2 separate regions of the Mus musculus genome follow, and region 1 is linked to region 2. The links are chromatin contacts, called in public promoter capture Hi-C maps. All regions are on one chromosome and are shown on one strand. Each heading gives the region's core, a stretch centred on a gene start, on an enhancer-like site or on the middle of the called end of the contact. The rest is flanking DNA. Distances are from core to core; before and after follow the strand shown. Region 1 overlaps Ccdc162 (coiled-coil domain containing 162). Region 2 holds the start of Ddo (D-aspartate oxidase).

Region 1 (3,180 bases), core at 247-2,746, 1.1 Mb after region 2:
ATATAGGTGATGGTTGCTTTGAAAATACTTTTTTTTTTCTTACAGGAACACCATCAAATGAAGTCTGGTTCAAGATCCTTCCGATGTAAAGCAACAAGAGCAAGCAGATGTGTCTAAATCTCTGTGATCTGCTACTGAATTAACTGGTCACAAGCTCCTTCGTCAGCTACTGGACTGTTGGCAGTGACTTAGGATACTATAGGCTTAAAGTCGAGCTGAAGTTCTGGGTGGAGAAACTGAAATTATGGCTGGGAGAAATGCTGGATCAGTAAAATGCTTTTCAGAAAAACACAGAAACCAGAGTTCCATCTCCAGAACATATGTTGAGAAGAAAAGAGAAGAGAAGGAAAGGAAAAGAAAGGAAAGGGGAGGAAAGGGGAGGGGAGGGGAGGGGAGGGGAGGGGAGGGAAGGGAAGGGAAGGGAAGGAAAGGGAAAAAAGACAAGAAAAAGCAAAAGCAAAGCCATTTCTGGCGGCACTCAGAACGCAGGGGAGGCAGAAACAGACAGGTAGGTCCCTAGGGCTCGTGACCACTCGACCTTCCCTGCTTGGCAAACTCCAAGAGAGAACTCCTGTCTCCAAAGAATAAGATCACAGCACCCAAGGTGTGACACCTGAGGTTTTCCTCTAGGAAACATACAAGCACACACATGTACCCATGCATCCATGCACACACACACACACACACCTAAACCTGTGAGTCAAAAAGTCCATTACAAGTAAGATTAGTGGCTCAGAGAGGTGGCCCTCTGGGTAAGGGAACTCCTTATGCAATCGTGATGACCCGGGTTTGATTCCTGGGACCCTTGTGGAGATGGAAGGCAGGAAGTAACTCCATCAATGTTGTCCACCGTCCCCCACGTGTGCACCACGGTGCGTTCCAAAACACATACACAGAGTAATAACAAAAAAGAAAAAAATTAAGACTATAGTTTATAAAAATCAGACTGAAAATTTTCGCTTACAATTAAAATAAAAGCAGTGGCACATTCCTATAACCCTCGTGCCTCGTGCTCAAGAGGCCAAGGCAGGAGATTTATGAGTTTGAGGGCAGTCATGCAGATGGCTTTTCTATCCAGGGATAAAAATGACGCTGCGAAGAAATGAGTCCTGTTGCATTCTTTCATCACGAGTAGAGAATCTGACAGAATACTTGAGGCAACTGTTTTTCTGTCCCAACATAGTGCCAGGGTTCCTGGGGAAAGAGAACCACTTGTCATGGTTCCCGCGAGCCGAGACGCTCACTCACGCTGCTGAGACCCAGCAAGGAGAGGAAACGGTAAGGGAGCGGAGGGACCTCTGAGTTAAGGAGAGAAGACTTGAAACGTGAGGCGAGGCGAGGCGCGGAACAGGAACCCAGGAACCGGGGAGTTTGTAGGCTGCGGCACTGGAGAGGAGGAAGCCAGTCAGAGAAAGGCAGGCTCGGAAAGGACCCCACGGGTCTGTTTGTTGAGTACCTAGCCAGGCACGCAGCAGGAGACGCTCCAGGAGGCTGTGTAAAGAATAGCTGACCCTGACCGACCGAAGGCCAACAGCTCTTAATAGGTTCTTACTGGACTGGCTGCAGGCTGTTCAAGTTCCAGCCACCAGGTGAAAGTGTCCCTGGATACCCGAGACATCCAACACCAGGGCTCTGGTAATGAGGACAAACTGAGCCTAGAGTGAAGATTATCCTAAAGCCACACAAGGCAGCCCTGAAGGGAGTAAGTGGGTCTGTGACTTAAAAGCTTCCCAGAACAAAGTCCAACACTTGACGGGAAACACAAAATCCACGGCATCCGATAGTGAAAATTTGATTATTTTTAGCATTCATTTATAAGTGATTTTATAAACTATAGTCATTCAAAGCAACAAGGAAAAGATCTGTGGGCAGAAGAGCAGTTAGTGAGAAGACGACAAGAACCAACCTAGTTAACAAGGTCAGCAAGCCAAGTGTTTAAAGGTCCGAAGACTGAAAGCGAATGTGAATGCAGCTTGAAGAGTCTAGGAGTCTAAAAGTAAATACACGTTTGAAGCAAACACTGAACCGACAAGATTAGAGGTACATTAGACTTTGCATGGAAAATGTTAGAAAACTTCAACTGGGACTGGTGGAGGTGGCGCACGCCTTTAATCCCAGCACTTGGGAGGCAGAGGCAGGGGATCTCTGAGTTCGAGGCCAGCCTGGTCTACAAAGTGAGTTCCAGGACAGCCAGGGCTACACAGAGAAACCCTGTCTCGAAGAACAAAAACAACAAGAACAAAAGCTAGTAACCTTGAAGAGCAATAGGAACTTCACAAAATGAAGTAGGTACCAACTGCAAACAAGGATACAGCCAAAGGGAACAGGATCTTGGTCTTTCCGAGGTGATAGGAAACACTGTAATGGATGTGCAATTTAAGCAACGGGTCTCGGAGCTGGGCTTAAACTCAGGAATGAGCTTGACAATTAAGATACTGTTAACTAAGAATGATATAACGTATAATTTAGTCAAGCCTTTTTGGTTAGTTGTAAGAGTGGTTGTGCTTGTGTGGAGGGTTGAGGTTGATTTTGGAATAGTTTTTTCTAGTCAAATTAAGTCTAGGAGAGTTAAGGATGTTTTTAGGCTTAGGTTAAGAGATTTTATGGGTGTAATGCAGTGAATAATGGATGGGAAAAAGCCTAGTAAGGTTGAGAAAGATGAATATGAGTTTGCTTTGTTTATTGAGAATTTTATAGTCACTCCCAGAACCCAGAAAACTCTGTTTAAAGAAACCGTGCTTAAAAGTTTTCAAAAATTAAGAAATGCTCTCGCCAGGCGTGGTGGCACACACCTTTAATCCCAGCACACGGGAGGCAGTCTCATGCTAGCTGTCCAGGGTCAAGAAACACAGACACAAGTCCATGATGAGGAACACTGGTGGCCATGTTTGAAGGCCGCCTAATCCAGCATCTATATTTTTCAGCATCATGACTGCTATGATTTGGACCTTAAGGGTCTCCCACCAATACTGTCTTTTGAAAGCTCAGTCCCCAGAACAGCAATGTTCAGAGGTGGACCTTTGGCAAATGAATGGATCAATGGGGCCCGGACCTTATCAATGGATTAATCCATTTATGGATTCAAAAATTAGCGGCTTGACAGGGCGGACCTTTGTTCTAAAAAGTGAGCTCTCTGCTTTGTGGCAACCCAGAGGTGAACAGCTTCCTTCTGCCCCATCT
Region 2 (3,153 bases), core at 640-3,139:
GAAATAGCACTATTAGGAGATGTGGCTTTGTGGGAGATGGTGTGGCCTTGTTGTAGGGAGTGTGTCACTGTGGGTGTGGGCTTTAGGACTCTCATCCTAACTGTCTGAAAGCCAGTCTTCTGTTTGGCTTCAGAAGAAGATGTAGAACTCTCAGTTCTTCCAGAGCCATACCTGCCTGGATGCTGCCATGTTTCCCACCATAATGACTGAACCTCAGAACCTGTAAGCCAGCCCCAGTTAAATGTTGTCTTGTAAGAGTTGCCTTGGTCATGGTAACTGTTCACAGCAGTAAACCCTAACTAAGACACCAGGGTTAGTGGTTTCTTTGCAGCCTTTATATCAGACTAAGCTCTCCTGAGTTCTACGAGGTACTGCAGCAAACGAATTGAACCCAGTGTGGGCAACCTAGAACCCCAAATTTGTGGTGGGACCCAAGGCACAGGGCACAACCCGAGGTTTGAGATATGCATCTGACCTTTGATAAGGGGTAAGTCTTAAGACCTGAGCCTCCAACCTGTGGTACCAGATACCATCTTCAGGTAGAAGGTGCCAGAATTGAAAGAGAATCCTGCTGAACCGGATGTGTCTGCTGGAGAGTCTGCTATATTGGTTGCTGGATGTGTGTGGAGAAAGAACCCATTCCCCTAGACACAGAACTGTTCCATTTTCTGTGACTTTGGGATTGTGGACTGAAGGGACAATGCCCTTTCTTTTCCATTTTGACACCCAGACAGCCTTGTATAAAATCGTACCTAGCTGAGCTCACCAGAGGCTCATGGCCACATGCAAAAGGAATCATCTTTCTCTCCTTTTCAGATGGGAAGACAGACTGAGACAGCCTCTGACTTGCTCAAGATAAGATAGTGAGGACCCTGCTTTGACAAAGAGGACCTCTGCTTGGCTGAGAGCATGCATAGGGAGTCTGCTACACAGAATGGCCTTTATCACACAAGAGACCATGGGCTTTTCCACATGTCTTGGAGCCTCGGTTTATATCTGTAGAATAAGGAGGATACGTCTCATTTCACAAGAGAATGGTGTTACGTGGTGATACAGTCATGGCTAAAGCGAAATCTCTTATTAGTATATTAACGTGGTTAATATTATTCTATTAAATATTATCTGGGCTGGAGAAATGGCTCAGCGATTAACACATGTAATTGCCAGCACCTTCATCAGGTGGCGCACCACCACCTATAACTCCAGCTCCAGGACATCTGGTGCCCTCTTCTGGCCTCCATGGGCACTGCGTGCATGTGAGAACAACATGCAATAGACCACAGACCAACAGACCACAGCAATTTAAATGTAAAACAAATCTTTAAGATATATTATAGCTATTGTGATACAACCAATTACGTCTCTAGAATCAAATGACTTTCAGGGAGGTTTAATGTGGGCTTTTCCTACTACTGAGCTGTGTGTGTTTCTGAGGAGGTGACACTCAGCAAATACCAGTTCCCTTCTATAAATATTTGGTTCATCCTAACTTATTTTCTGAATAAATTTTCCATCTGCCACCAGGCCGGCATCTCAGCTATCAACAACTCTGAACAATGCGGCAGGGGAAACGAGTGCTTGGTTCTAGCTGGGACTTTTTGGAAGTCAGACAGACCACCCATTTATTTGCCATGCAAACAAATCAGCCGGAGAAACTCCAGGCTGGTGGCAAGCTGAAGTTCTTGAAAGCCAGACAAAGACAGGTCATAGAGGACGAAACTTCCCCTGCAGGCTTGGCAGAGAGGCAGTTCCACAGAGCTTACACGTGCCTCTCTCCTGGGGAGTCAGAGGCAGACACTGTGGCATGGACCAATGGAGGGTAAGCTTAGAGAGAGTGTCCTTAATAATTTCCCCAATGGGAAGGAGTTTTGTTTTCCCTGTCTCTTAGGAGACCAGGCTAACAGGTCACTGGAAAACAAGTGTTGGTGCCAGGACCTCCGGTGGATACCAGACTGCTTTTTCAGAGACAGGTATTTGAATCCTCACTCTTTGCTCTAGGGTCGTTCTGTATGCACTCTGGGATTTTAGGGGTGTGTCTTGGTGGGGTTGGGGCCAGAGATTGATAGGTCACACTATATCAGGACATGCCCTATGTTTCTGGCTCTCTTTCCACTCCACTGGCAGCTGGTTATTCTTAGCCACAGATTGCTTTTCACCCTAGTGTTAACTTATTAGAGCTGTGGCGCAAGGCTGCTAGATAGGCAACTAGTAAGATCATGGCCGTCTGTCTTCTATTACCTCCTCTGGAAACAAGTCCAGGACCTCCCTCTCCCAGCCTTCCCCACTGGACTGTGTCCTGCTGGGAATCTTCTCTTGTCTTTCTTCAACCCTGGCAGTCTGACATCTCAGCTCACCTGCTCAGAAACGCACACGGCTCAGTTGGAGGAGAAGCGCACATTAAACCTCCCTGAAAAGGCTTCAAGGCTCACGGAGTGGGAGTCAAGTGGAGCTAGGGAGGAGGCAGAGAACCACTCATAGCCAGACCTCATGATGTCTGCCATGGCTAACCTCACCTGGCCTGATGCCCTGTTCACTGCCTGTTGCAAGAAGGGATTGTACCAGGGGTGGGTGGGATTTAGGCTAACAACACAAGCAGCTGGCTGAGAGAACTTTACCCCTAAGGAATGGCTATAACTAACTGGAATAATTACGTTTTGTCCACTCTCCTTAATCTGGAATTGAGCCAGATAGAGGGAGTTGGGCATGGAGCACACATAGTAAGACAAAGAAGTGAAGGCGGGCAGGAGGCTGACAGGTCAGCACCAAGTAACAGATTCCTGCTGCCTCTGCGGAGAGCGTGGAGGACACTGACATCTTTGCCCCTCTCTCTACCTTCCACACAAGATGTCAGCCTTGGGGTGCCTGGCGCAGGCGCCTGGTATCTACATTTTCCCTACATCCTCCCACAGGGGATCTATTTGGGAGACAGCCTCAGCGGCCTGCCGTTTACTACTCAAAGAGGCTAATAAGAATTCATTTGGTGCTGTCTTCAGGTGAAGGCACAGAGGCTAAAGGACCGCGGCCATTTCTTCCTGTTATGCAATCATCTGTGGCAGCCAGACATGACCTCTGTGTCTGCTCCCTAGAGTCCCGGGAGCAGAAGTCACAGCTCGGCTGCTTCCCAGGACTAGCTTACCTCCTCAGCAGTCCCTA

Evidence for each region. Promoter capture Hi-C pulls out the DNA fragments that hold promoters and counts their contacts.
Region 1: a promoter capture Hi-C map of the 3T3-L1 cell line shows a contact between it and region 2, with 5 times the contacts expected there. The contact joins the enhancer-like site here to the promoter of Ddo in region 2. A contact is called at or near these places in 8 of 39 promoter capture datasets (the 3T3-L1 cell line, the C10 cell line, the SN4741 cell line and 4 more), 2 of 484 Hi-C or Micro-C datasets (the C10 cell line and pre-B cells), 1 of 115 datasets of contacts at active chromatin or transcription factors (astrocytes) and 1 of 9 other capture datasets (embryonic stem cells).

Annotation. Positions count from the first base shown.
Region 1 is chr10:41,683,360-41,686,539 of GRCm38.p6, forward strand. All of the region lies in intron 4 of Ccdc162 (coiled-coil domain containing 162), which reads right to left. Among named protein-coding and RNA genes, the nearest start is that of Mir3473b, 14 kb to the left of the region's middle. Within about 2 kb of position 1,497, at least 31 of the 459 cell types and tissues checked have an H3K27ac peak or open chromatin away from gene starts, as enhancers often do.
Region 2 is chr10:40,628,122-40,631,274 of GRCm38.p6, forward strand. Ddo (D-aspartate oxidase) reads left to right here and starts at 1,890. Exons shown (of 5, transcript NM_027442.5): 1 at 1,890-1,970.